Linked DNA regions of Zea mays: region 2 is linked to region 1. Evidence: chromatin contacts called from public Hi-C data. All regions are on one chromosome and are shown on one strand. Each heading gives the region's core, a stretch centred on a gene start, on an enhancer-like site or on the middle of the called end of the contact. The rest is flanking DNA. Distances are from core to core; before and after follow the strand shown.

What was found. Hi-C and Micro-C count contacts between places; a contact is called where the count stands out from the background.
Region 2: a Hi-C map of leaf mesophyll shows a contact between it and region 1, with 2.8 times the contacts expected there. The contact joins the promoter of LOC103653966 here to the promoter of LOC100273484 in region 1. A contact is called at or near these places in 12 of 25 Hi-C or Micro-C datasets (ear, endosperm, leaf and 4 more) and 2 of 3 datasets of contacts at active chromatin or transcription factors (leaf and seedling).

What each region holds. Positions count from the first base shown.
Region 1 is chr4:165,133,109-165,139,342 of Zm-B73-REFERENCE-NAM-5.0, reverse strand. LOC100273484 reads left to right here and starts at 3,368. Exons shown (of 5, transcript NM_001147921.1): 1 at 3,368-3,841; 2 at 3,946-4,176; 3 at 4,313-4,447; 4 at 4,571-4,900; 5 at 4,988-5,487. The coding sequence starts at 3,596. The coding sequence ends at 5,074.
Region 2 is chr4:165,273,694-165,279,927 of Zm-B73-REFERENCE-NAM-5.0, reverse strand. LOC103653966 (ATPase family AAA domain-containing protein 3C) reads right to left here and starts at 2,566. Exons shown (of 8, transcript XM_008680794.4): 1 at 2,261-2,566; 2 at 2,085-2,180; 3 at 1,447-1,557; 4 at 1,033-1,342; 5 at 418-508; 6 at 1-277. The coding sequence starts at 2,506. LOC100274188 (chromatin modification MEAF6-like protein) reads right to left here. Exons shown (of 6, transcript XM_008680792.3): 6 at 5,941-6,234. The coding sequence ends at 6,199.

The sequences.
Region 1 (6,234 bases), core at 2,119-4,618:
ACATGAACTCGAGACTCTCGAAACGGAGCACCGTCCCGGGCTGGAAAGGTTGCTGGAGACTACCCATCTGGAGCTTGACGGGAGGCTGTTCGTCAACACGCAGCAGGCCCCTACCTGGCGCGCCAACTGTCGGCGTTTCGACCTCGGGGGGTCCCTAGACCGACGAGTAAATTGTCGCCGCGTGTCCCAGCCCAGATGGGTCGGCGCGAGACAGCACGAAGGGGGGAAGAAAGGGGAGACAGGCAAAAAAGGGGAAACCCGCGGCCTTCGTGTTGTCCTGCGCCCAGGTCGGGTGCGCTTGTAGTAGGGGGTTACAAGCGTCCGTGTGGGAGGGGCGAGAGGCCTGTACGCGCCGTCCCGTTCTCCCGCGCGGCCAACCTTCTCGTACGAGTGCCCTGAACCTTCCTTTTATAGGCGTAAGGAGAGGGCCCAGGTGTACAATAGGAGATGTAGCAGTGTGCTAACGTGTCTAGCAGAGAGGAGCTAGTGCCCTAAGTACATGCCGTCGTGGCAGCCGGAGAGGTTTTGGCACCCTATTCATGTGATGTCGTGGCCGTCGGAGGAGCGTTGGAGCCTTGCGGAAGGACAGCTGTCGGGGCTGTCGAGTCTTTGCTGACGTCTCCTTGCTTCCGTAAGGGGCTGAGAGCCACCGTCGTCATGGAGCACGCGGGGCGCCATCATTATTTGTTTACCAGGGCGAGCCAGATGGGACGCCGGTCTTGTTCCCCGTAGCCTGAGCTAGCTAGGGGTAGGGTAATGATGGCCCCCTGTGACGTGGTCGGTCCGAGCCCTGGGTCGGGCGAGGCGGAGGCTCCTCTGAGGTCGAGGTCGAGTCTGTTTTCCGAGGTCGAGGTCGAGTCCGAGCCCCGAGTCGGGCGAGGCGGAGACCATCGTGTGAGGCCAAGGCTGAGTTCGAGCCCTGGGGTCGGGCGAGGCGGAGTTCGTCGTCTTCCGGAGCCGAGGCCGAGTCCGAGCCCTGGGGTCGGGCGAGGCGGAGTTCGTCGTCTTCCGGGGCCGAGGCCGAGTCCGAGCCCCGGGGTCGGGCGAGGCGGAGTCCGTCGTCTTCCGGGGCCGAGGCCGAGTCCGAGCTCTGGGGTCGGGCGAGGCGGAGTTCGTCGTCTTCCGGGGCCGAGGCCGAGTCCGAGCCCTGGGGTCGGGCGAGGCGGAGCTTCCTATGGCGCCCGAGGCCGGACTTGGCTGCTGTCAGCCTCTCTCTGTCGAGTGGCACAACAGTCGGAGCGGCGCAGGCGGCGCTGTCTTCTTGTCAGGCCGGTCAGTGGAGCGGCGAAGTGACTGCGGTCACTTCGGCTCTGTCGACTGAAGGGCGCGCGTCAGGATAAGGTGTCAGGCCATCCTTGCATTAAATGCTCCTGCGATACGGTCGGTCGGTGTGGCGATCCGGCCAAGGTTGCTTCTCGGCGAATACTGGGCCTCGGGCGAGCCGAAAGTGTGTCCGTTGCTTGAGGGGGCCCTCGGGCGAGACGTGAATCCTCCGGGGTCGACTGTCCTTGCCCGAGGCTGGGCTCGGGCGAGGCGAGGTCGTGTCCCTTGAGTGGACCGAGCCTTGACTTAATCGCACCCATCAGGCCTTCACAGCTTTGTGCTGATGGGGGTTACCAGCTGAGATTAGGAGTATTAGGGGTACATCTATTTATGATCCCCGACAGGTAATAAACCGATACTAATTTCTCTAATATTAGTATCGGTTGGAGAATAATTGGTTCTAATATCTTTTACATATATCTTCAGATTTAAAACCGGCACTGAAACCAATCTCAATATTAGTTTTAAATCAACTGGAACAAAAGTTATTGAACGGAAGCCCCGTTATCCGGACTCCAGTAGTGCGCATTGCACCTTCATCGTTGTCCCGTCATCACATGATAACTCTAGATTCTAAAAATAACCTGAGGTTATGCATAAAAGACCGTTAGCGTAGGCTTTATTAAGTTGTCTTCAGTAGATCATACATAGTCATGCAAAATATTATTTTATATTATATACTTTATTATTTATAGAGTAAAATTTTAAATAGAAGATGTGATAGGAGATATGATATGTAAGGTGCTAGACAGCCTTACTAATTTAGACATTCCATTATCAATTGCCTTGTTATTCGTGCTTTTTTTCTAGGTTTATCCTTGCTTGGTAAAGATGACAGATTCAAACCATCTTTCTGGTGACCTTACCTGTTACTGTGGGAAGCCGACGTGGCAACGTGTGGTGAGTCACTGGTGCCCGGCCAGCACAGATAAGATCGAGCAGCTGTCGCCTCCCCTCTCGTCCTTCTGCAGCATCAGGGAAATCTCAGAATGGCGCATCTCACTGCCAGCACACGCACAGCTAGAACCCGAGCAGGCTGTTCATACTCTCGTTGGCCATTCGTGACTCCTGAGTAGTGCTATGAATTGGGCCAGATCGACCTGGTCCGAGTATATCGTGCTTCGTATTAAACAAGTTCAGGCCAAAAAATCTAAAAACTTTTGGACCATTTTGTGCCAGACTGAAATGTAAAACAGTGGCCAGTCCGATCCTAAACCACATATTGTGTCTTCGTTGGGTCGTGCCGGCTCAAACTCGACCCATATATTTAACCACATAAAATCAAAATACAACAACAACATAAAGTCCATAATATACTAAATTAAAGATATTAAACAATCCTAACATAATTCGGTCCTATAAAGGCTAAATATCACAACAATATAAAGTTTGTAGCTTACTAAATTATAAAATTAAAAAGTATGAGCTTCACTGGGTCGTGTCGATCCATTTGTGTGGTCTGTGTCGAGGACCCGTTGGGCCAGAATTTTAGACTCAGCCTAGATCCGTCTTTAGGTTGTGTTAGCTTGGTATATATTATTTCTTGTCGGATCGTGATTTGAGCTTTTGTTTTTAGGGCGTGCTCGTGCTGACTTAAAATACCTGGTTCATATTCCGAGCACTACTCGTAGGTCATACCTTCATTCGGAACGCGTGAATTTTGAAGATGTTATGCATGAATTAATTACTAGTAGATGCTAAAAAGCTGACTTTTTCGTAGATCATCGGTCTTGGGTGCTCGTTTCTGATGCCCTGCTGCGTTGCAGTTTAAGTTTACGCGTAGCTGAGAAGGCCCCCCGGCCCGGCACCGGCAAACTGGGGTCCTACGATATGCCAGCTCAAAAACACACTCCCCCACACCACTGTGTCGAAACCCTACCTCACATGATCGCACTCGCACCTCTAAAGGGAGAGCCAAATCCAATCTGCCATGGCCAAGTACCATCGCCCCAAGCAAAGGGCGCTGGGCACCCCATATCTACCCACCAGCCGTTCTCCCTATATATATTGATTGGGAAATTGGGCATAGAACCGGGATCGAAAGGGACACGCAAGCTTCACCCACACAAGGCCACAAGATCCTCCCTACGCCACACGCTCCTCCTACATAGTAATTGCTAACCGCGCTGCGTTGATTCACTCGTCGGTGGCTCAGAGACCTGCACCAAAACAGCCGAGGCAAAGCTTGCCCCGAGTCCTCGTGTTTTTTCCCCCTTTCTCCCCCTTAGTCTTAGGACTCGGCGTTTTGATCCCGCCTCTGGGGTCGCTGGCAATGGCGCGATGCCGGGGGACCGCCGAGAGCCTCTGCCAGGGGCGGCTCGACCTCGACGACGACAAGTTCGGCGCAATGTGCACCACCGCGTTCGGCTGCCTCCAGGAGTGGCCGGACCTGGGCGCCATGTGCGGCGCGAACCTCGGCGTGCCTGCCATGGCCGGCAACGGCAACGAGTCCTCTTGCAGCGGCAGCGGCGGCTCCAGGAAGAGGAAACCGGACGCGTACGACGGCCTCGATGCCACGGTGAGAGGTTCAGGCATGGGCGGTGCTGGTTGCCGGAGCAACGCTTTCTGCTGGATTGTCAAGTCTTTGACTGACAGTTGTGTTAAAAAAATTGAAATTAGCAGGGTGGTGCAAACGACATGAGCAAGAGACCCAGAGGGAAGCGGCTGTCTGGCATCTCTGAGATCGTGGCGCCAGGGAAAGGGAAGCAGGAGCGGCCAAAGGCAGGCACAAAGAAAAAGGCCGAGGCTGCATCGGCGGCGGCGGCGGCTGCTGCTGCCGGCCATAAGACCGACTACATCCACGTCCGGGCCCGCCGCGGCCAGGCCACGGACAGCCACAGCCTCGCCGAGCGGGTAATATTAACAGCTGAGTTACTGGGCAAACATCTTTGCGCGCGTGCCCCATGGTCCATGCTGCTCGTGGGCACCGATAGATCGACCCGACCTGCGGCGTGCATTAGAGCTCATGGCCGAACGAACTGACGTACAGGTGAGGAGGGAGAGGATCAGCGAGCGGATGCGGTACCTGCAGGAGCTGGTGCCCGGGTGCAGCAAGGTCACGGGCAAGGCCGGCATGCTTGACGAGATCATCAACTACGTGCAGTCCCTGCAGAAGCAAGTCGAGGTACCGACCGACCGGCCTGTCTGCCTGCCTGCTTCATCTTCTCCGCTTCTTCCGGCTTGATAAGCTAGTGTCGTTGGGCAATCGCTCACGGCTCACCGGAGTGTCTCCCTCCCCTGCTTGCAGTTCCTGTCCATGAAGATCGCCGCTTCCAACCCGGTGGTGAGCTTCGACATCGTCGAGGACCTCTTCGGCCGGCAGCTGAAGCAGTCACGACGCAGCCCGGCGGCAGCCCTGCCCGCGATGGCTCTGCCGGCCGGCCAGCTGGAGCCGTCCTGCCTTCAGATGAGCCACATGCCGCAGATGCATCCATCTGCAGCGGCAAACTCCACCGGATTTGGGCTGGACATGGTCGTCAACAACCCGTACGCGCCCGCCGGCGCGAGCTGCCCTGTGTCGGCTGCCGCGTCGGTATCGGTGGCGGCCGGACCGTCGACGACCGAGCCGTGCCTCAACGTATGTTAGCTGCAAATCGGTTGTCCTCGAGTCCTACCCTCCCGTGCTGAAGCCTGAACTGAACCGAGTGCCTTGTGCTTTCTGCAGGTGAATGGAACTGCTGCCTGGGACATTGGCTCCCGGAATTTGTTCAGCGGATTTGTTGCACAGTTTCAGTCAGTAGAAAGTGAGTAGCTGCTTCCTGAAGACCAAGCCAGCAGTCACTTGGCCTCATGTGAAATGAAAAAAAACACAGTAGTGGTTAGATCAGGGCAAAATAAACCCCTACGGCCCAACCTGAACATGTTTAAAGTTCAGAGTTCATAATGGCCGTACATGCCATCACGGAATTCCCAAACTGGCGGACGATCCAATAACTCTACCAAAAAATGAGCACATCAAACAAAATTTGACTATGTTCATGCAAATTCAGACTTGTATGAGCCGTGTATATGTTACCGTGAAGTTAAGAGACTTTTATACATTTAACTTCAGCATGAGTGACTGAATCCAGTTACTACTTTCCCTGCAGGCGACTGTTTGCTAAACAACTTCAAAATGGAAATGTAAGAAGAACTAATCCTCATTTCTGGAGTTTTAACCGTGGCAAAATTTGTGGCTGAAGATTCTTTATGCATAGCAGCTGTATTAATGAACTATTCTGTCAGCAATGACAATACGAGTACATTTTTTTCCCTTCAGAGCCAAGCTACACAGTGGGTCTAGAACTTCAGATTACAAGCAAAGCACTTAAAAACATGTTCCCACAACAAACCAACACCAAAATACAGCACTTGATCGCCTAAACTAGTGGTACAACAAACAGGAACGATTCTCCAACTCATCTTCCTTCAAAGCACAGGCTGTTCACCAGCTTCTGCAAAGACATAACTCAAACTTACTTGTAACAGAAGTAAAGGATAATTCGCTTGCACAGTATACACTGACAACGACCACCGCAAAGGATTTGAGTGCAGAGATATCAGCTGAATCTTATTTCAACTTTCACGAATACGTACTACAAGTGTCTTGTGAACCACAGGAAAAAAAGCATTTGTTCGGAACACTAATTTTAGGGCCCAAGAAACATAGATTTAAGCTCAAGTTGTGCCTAGATCGAAAAAAGTTCAGCCTACAAAACATTTATCAGACAGATTTTTCATTAGGGGTCATAACATTACCCTCTCTACAGTTTTTTTTTTTGGGCTATCAGTTGTCTCCCTCCCCCAACCATGTATGCTGATCTCGTCAACCAGACTTCAGTGTGCGAACTGTTCTTTATTTTTCCACATGTTTGGTCCTCAAAGATCCAAAAACAGCTTGCAATTATTTGATACAGGAGAGACTCAAAAGAC
Region 2 (6,234 bases), core at 1,317-3,816, 140 kb before region 1:
TTTGCCAGTTCCAGGAGGTCCATAGAACAGCATGTTGCGGAATGGTGCACCATGAGACTTCGTATTTGCAGTTGCTCGTGCAAGATGTTCAATCCTCCGCTTTAGTGAAGGGTGCAGGATAACTTTCTCAAAGCCTGCTCCCTCCGACAAAGATGCTGAACTAGGTTTGAGTAGCCTAGACATTGGTAGTGGGAACTTTGACATTGATGACTCACGGATCAGCGAAGGCTGACCCAAGATTCTATTTATGTAACTCCATGTAACCCTCGCACCTTCCCTGAAAAATGAAAATAGAGAACAATAGAAATTAGAAGTCTATATTATTGTGTGTGAAAATGTAAATATGTAATAGATAAAGGTATGATTTATGAATGTTTTGTGTCTATGTACTCTAAAAATAAAATTGGGGAGAAAAACCTAGTAGTATAAACTCCAGCAGCCAGTGCAGTAACTCCTCCAATACCCATCATTAGTTTGCTCCTATCAGTTAACAGTGCTTTGAATCCACCTACAAGTCCACATGAGAAGCAAGAATCATAACCAGTGCAAATAAGAAAGTGTTATATTTTAGCATTATTTTGTTATTAGAATTGTTTGTAAGAAGAATGACGTTGACCCTTGTCTATAATTCAGCATAAAATTACCAAATATGGTTTCACCAAACATGATACATTAGTTTTGACAAGACCGAAGTGCATATGCACTTGCAAACTACTACAAGGATTAAATCTTAGTGTTCTGTTCAACTAAATGTGAAGAAACAACCAAAAAACTTTTTATTTAATATCAACTACTACTACCGTTCCAAATTGTAAGCCAGTCTGAATTTTTTAGATACATAGCTATGTATCTAGAAAAGACAGAAGAATTTACAGTTTGGAACGTATGCAGTATTAAAAAAATACACCATCAGCAGACATGTATTTGTACAGATAGACCAAAATATAGATTTATTGTTTTATTACTAGAACATTTCTAGTGAGAGTGGTAGATTAACTTCATAAAAACTGCTAATGACAAAGGCATTGAAACCTTCAATGTGCGAAAATGTTGTATTTATTGCAGTGAGCCACTTTTCCTTTTCACCCTTCATGCGTTCCAATAACATTCTTTTAACAACTTCTTCTGATTGCTTGTCTTCATGAACACGAGCTTCTGCTTCAGCTATAGCTTTAACTCTGTTTGTTTCCTGATCTATTTCAGCCTTTTCCTTCTCAGTACGTATCATTTCTTCCAAAATCTTCTGTTCTGTTGCACGCCTAGCTTCTTCTCTCCTGAGGGCAGATGCCTCTTGCATCTTCACGAGTTCAGCATCCTGTCGCCTCTGTGCAGCATGATCTGTCTGCCAAAATAGATATGCTTAATTTAATTGTGTGCTAGCTTCATAGCAGCGCAGCAGCATTATAGGAGGTAGCTAAAGAAATATAAAGTGTGACTTTTCAATACCTGCATTCTTTTTCTAGCTAATTCATCCTCAAAGCGTAATGCTTGAGCTTTTGCTTGTGCTTCTTGTTGCAAACTATTTCTGTAATCTTCAGCTTTTTTCTGCATCCTTTCCTGCAGATCAGATATTGAGGATCACCAGAGGAACGTAAGTTCACTGCTGGAAATCCATAACAAAGAACCACAATAGTTGGATGCATGCGCACATGCACACAGAAAGAAGAAGTTGAAGAGCTCTTAACACATCACCAAAGTTCTACAGTTCTAACTTTTCATGTTAATCAGTTGTCCATTTTATATGCTGTGGAGTTGTGTTCTAAATTTGTAGTTACTTGCTGTCCAAAAAAGTCAGCCTGAGTTGTTTTGCACGGGCACTGTTTTGATGAAGCCCACAATATTTCAAGTTTTGACATCTCATTGTAAAGTTAATATGCTTTACTAATCCAGATTATAATGGTAACCTCAATCTTATGCAGTTGATTTCCACAAAGTAAAGAGGATGTTAGGCAAATAAGATAAGATTCAGTAATTGGGAGGTCCGGGCCACGGGAGCAACCACAATCTCCAGACGAGCAACCGTCCTGGCTGCAACATTAACATCATTTTGCATCAACTAAGAGGACAAGGCGTCAGGAACTCACGATGTCCCTCAGCTTCTCATAGATGGCGTATTGGACCTTCTCGACCTCCAGCTCAGTGAGGCGCGTCTCCTCCTGCTTCCGCATCAGTTCAAACACCTGCACACGAGCAACAACAACACAACAACGTCAGGAGGGGGCAGACTCCGTTTGGTGGAGCAAAAGGGCGGGCACCTTGCCTGCTTGGCGAGCGGTGAGTTGTTGATCTCCCGCAGCGCTCGGGCCATGCGCTCCAGGGTCTCCGGATCGCGGCCGAACGCGGAGGCTCCCAAATTGTCCTCGTCGCCTGGATTCGACGGCGCGGACTGGCGGCGGAAGAGGCCGTCGGCGTAGGCGACGTTGGTGAGCGACGCCATTGCAGCGGCCGCGCCGGCGGCAGCCGACGCCGCCCTCCCCGGCAAGCGCAGGCGGAGGCGGCGCAGCATGACGAGCGAAGCGTAGGGGAGACCCAGGGTTTTTGGCGGCACGGTCGACTGGGTAATACAGAGTTACAGACGCAAGAAGCAGAACGTTTTTTTTTTCTTCTTCTTTTCGGGCATGTTCGGTTAGGCATCTCCAGCAGTCCAAACACTGTTTTCTACTTAGACAGCACTATTAAAAGTTAAGTTTAAAATAAAAGTGTGTTTGGAAATAAAGTTTTTTATAATTTAAAAAAAAATACTACAATATACATAATAGTGTTTGGTAAGTTAGCTAAAATATCTATTTTCAAAACTAGACTATTGTAAATAGTGTAATTATTTTAAGATATTCTAAACTTAGAACTCGATCTCAGTTTCTAAAACTGCAGTATTTTAAACTGTGTTATTGTCATAACTAAGGTATACTGTAGTATTTCAAAAACTGTGGTTTCAAAAATTATTTTTGTTCCTAAACATGTCCTAAAGATTGAAATATGATCAAAATGAGGCCAAAAATTATTCTAGATAATCAATTATTGTACAAATTTGATAACCATTCTAGGTGAAAATCGCTCCGGGGTTTGAATCCGGGATAATCGAATGAGCCCTTCCCAATTCCCAGAGTCTAGCTTGACCTGGGCCTGCCGACAACAGGAGTCGGGACCATTTTAGGCCTTGCTTGGCAAGACCCATTTCTATATATTAAACGCGGGCGCAAAGGAGTGCAACCGCGATGTCCACGTCATTGCTTGCGATTGCAGCCGCACAATCTTCATCCGACGGTGAAATATCGCCCCACTGGGCGTCGCAAACACCACCGACATCGCCGCCCTGGACGTCCAGGACTCCCAGCGTCGGTTTCCATCCTGTTCGCTCCCTCCCCGGGCGTCGCAAACGCCGCCACCCTGGACGGTCAGGATTCCCAACGCCGCTTTCTATCCCCTTCGCCCCCGGCCCACACGCGGGCGTCGATCCCCGGCTAAACGCCGCCGCCCATCCCTTGCTCGCCCTCCACACGCAAGCAACAACGGTGGCGCTCAGGCTCCATAGCGCTAGTGGCTTCCCCTCTCGCACAAGTGTAGGCACATAGCCCCTCACGCAGTCTTTCTCAGCGCATGTGCCGCAGCCACGCTCGGTGGCTTCGTCGCTCCAGCGGAATGCCCCTCCTCCGCCGGCCGGCCCCTCGCTTGCTCTCCCTCCTCTGTCCGCTCCCCATGACTTGGTTGATGCTCAGATATGCGTGCTTCAAATTCTGTAACATGTACTTTTAAAAAAGAATGCCTACATTGTGTTGGTTAAGCAAATAGTACCTTTGTAATTGTCTGAATAAAATATAAGTGCTGTAAGAATTTCAGAGAACAAATGTTAAGCACCTGCTACTGCATAAGTGAACTATTATATTTAGTTGTGAGAAATATCTACTCAAGATAACAGGTTAACTTGCTACTAGGTGATGATGGGTCCACACTCCCAAGTCTTAGTAACCCAACAAAAAAGAGAGAATACCTTCATTAGTAAGAACTGGAACATTTCACAACTATTGGAAAATGACAAACATCCTGGAATCAACAAATGCTTCCTATAGTGGGTCCTTCTGTTTTGTCCTTCTCAATTTAAATAATACATTACTTCAATATTTATATTAGATGCATATGGTGTTCCTCAATATTACATGTATGTATACCTCCTTACTGCACAACGTAAAGGCAGGTGTATCATCTGCATTTTCTTTAAAAAAACTCATAATATAAATGTCACCATAGATTGTGCAGCCTTGACAATAAGTAGCTGCCTGTCATATCAGTCAATTATTTGAATTATAAACTCATAATATTCTCATCTGTGCAATTCAATGATAGTAAAAGTGCATTTAGTTAGTTCAGCTGAACTTTTATTTTTAGCTTAACATGAGCACCCCTGTAATTTGCATATTTCAAAACCTATTCATCTCATAATATTTACACAGATGAGAATAATGTTCATATTACCTCACTGTGACATGGTTAAATAAATTTTATCACAGAAAATGAAATGTCGGCTATGAAAACCCAAAGCCAACTGCTGGAATATATCGCTTTGTCTTTGTACTCTTCCGTCAGTCTGTACAGCAAACCTTTTATGCACCAGGGTCTTCTTTTGGTTAATTAGGGTGCTTATGATGTGAATCATTCATGCATTTAGCATTCTTCCGTTTGCTTCTTTTTAACACCCCATATTTTTGAACTGGACTAAAATAGGATGGATGTACGTGGTTTACCATGAAGGATTGGCCATTAACTGTAAGCTATGAAAAAATGTTACCCTATGTGCTCATATTTTATTTTCGAAATCTGTCCACCTATGAATATCCATGCTACCATTTTACAAGGATTTGATCAATTAAGGGTGGATTTAGGTGCTCAAATGGACATGTTGATTCTTTCAACATAGTCATAGTTCCAACTTATGTACCACAGCATCAAGCCAACAACAACAATGCTTACCACATGCCTAAGCACAAGGGAACCTTGCAAACTCAACTGTCAGTGCAGAATCAAGGAGGTTGTCTCAATTTGCGATGCTACATTTATAAATTGAATTATGCTACTACTGCAAATAACTATCTATTTAGATAATTCTAACACTTCTAGGCACAAATATCCACATAAATTGCTACTTCTATATGTCTAAACCAACACCCTTTTAAATATATAAATTTATCGATTAAAGACTCGCGCGAGGCGTGAGCAAGTTACTAGTGACCCATCCAGATGAGGCAATGCCGAAATATCTCTTTGATGGTATCCTTTATCTGTTTTATAGATTTTTCTAAAAAACCGCTTTACTGTACACCGTCAAAACATATAAAAATCTTCTCTAAGGGTGTGTTTGCAATGTCTCCAGCTCTGACTCCTCTGCAAGAGCTATTCATCTACAAGAGCCACTTTTTTTTTTTGCAGATTTGGTTACCCCAAACTAAAATTTAGCCCATGTCCCATCGAATGTTTGAACCTCCGTTCCGGGTATTAAATGTAGTCGGATTATAAAACTAATTTGTCAGCCGAAGATTAAAAGACGAGACGAATCTAGTCCAGTTAGTTAGGTCTATATTTCATACTCCTATTTAAAAGTCAAACGCTTGATGTGACCCAGACTAAACTTTAGCAGGAATAACCAAACACCCTCTAAAACGAGTTCATCCCTGACGTGAAGTGCACTGCTGCTTTCTCCGTCACACTCTACAAGGCAGATCTGGGACAGAAAAGCATATTGTTAGCACAGAAACAGGAGAATGGTACATCTCTGTTGCCCGTCTGGGCTCGCGCTCCCACCCTCAAAATGCCTGAGCGTTTAGGAGCAGGAGCCGCTCGAGAGAGCCCTCCCAAACGGCACTAAATATAGGAAACCAGATCCTTTACCTACTCTTGCTGAAGAATGTCTAACACACTACAAATCCAAATACGCCTCGGTCACTAGGATTCAAGGATGTAACGAAGATATATTAACTCGGAAATCCAGAAAAAGCTACCGTCTGAGAACAAAGTTTGCACAAAATTTTAACAATCTGGCTAATTTTCATTGACCTATGTTATATTACAAATCGGAAGAGTTGGGGAAGGAAGCGAAGATGCAACCAAGCAAAACAAACGAGAAGGGAAGCAATTCGTAAAGAATCATGTGCTGCTAGACGCTAAATTGAAGTTAACCCGCTACAGTAGGCCTACATGATGGAGGAGTTAGTAGTCATCTTCGTCGTCCAGGTCTGGGTCATT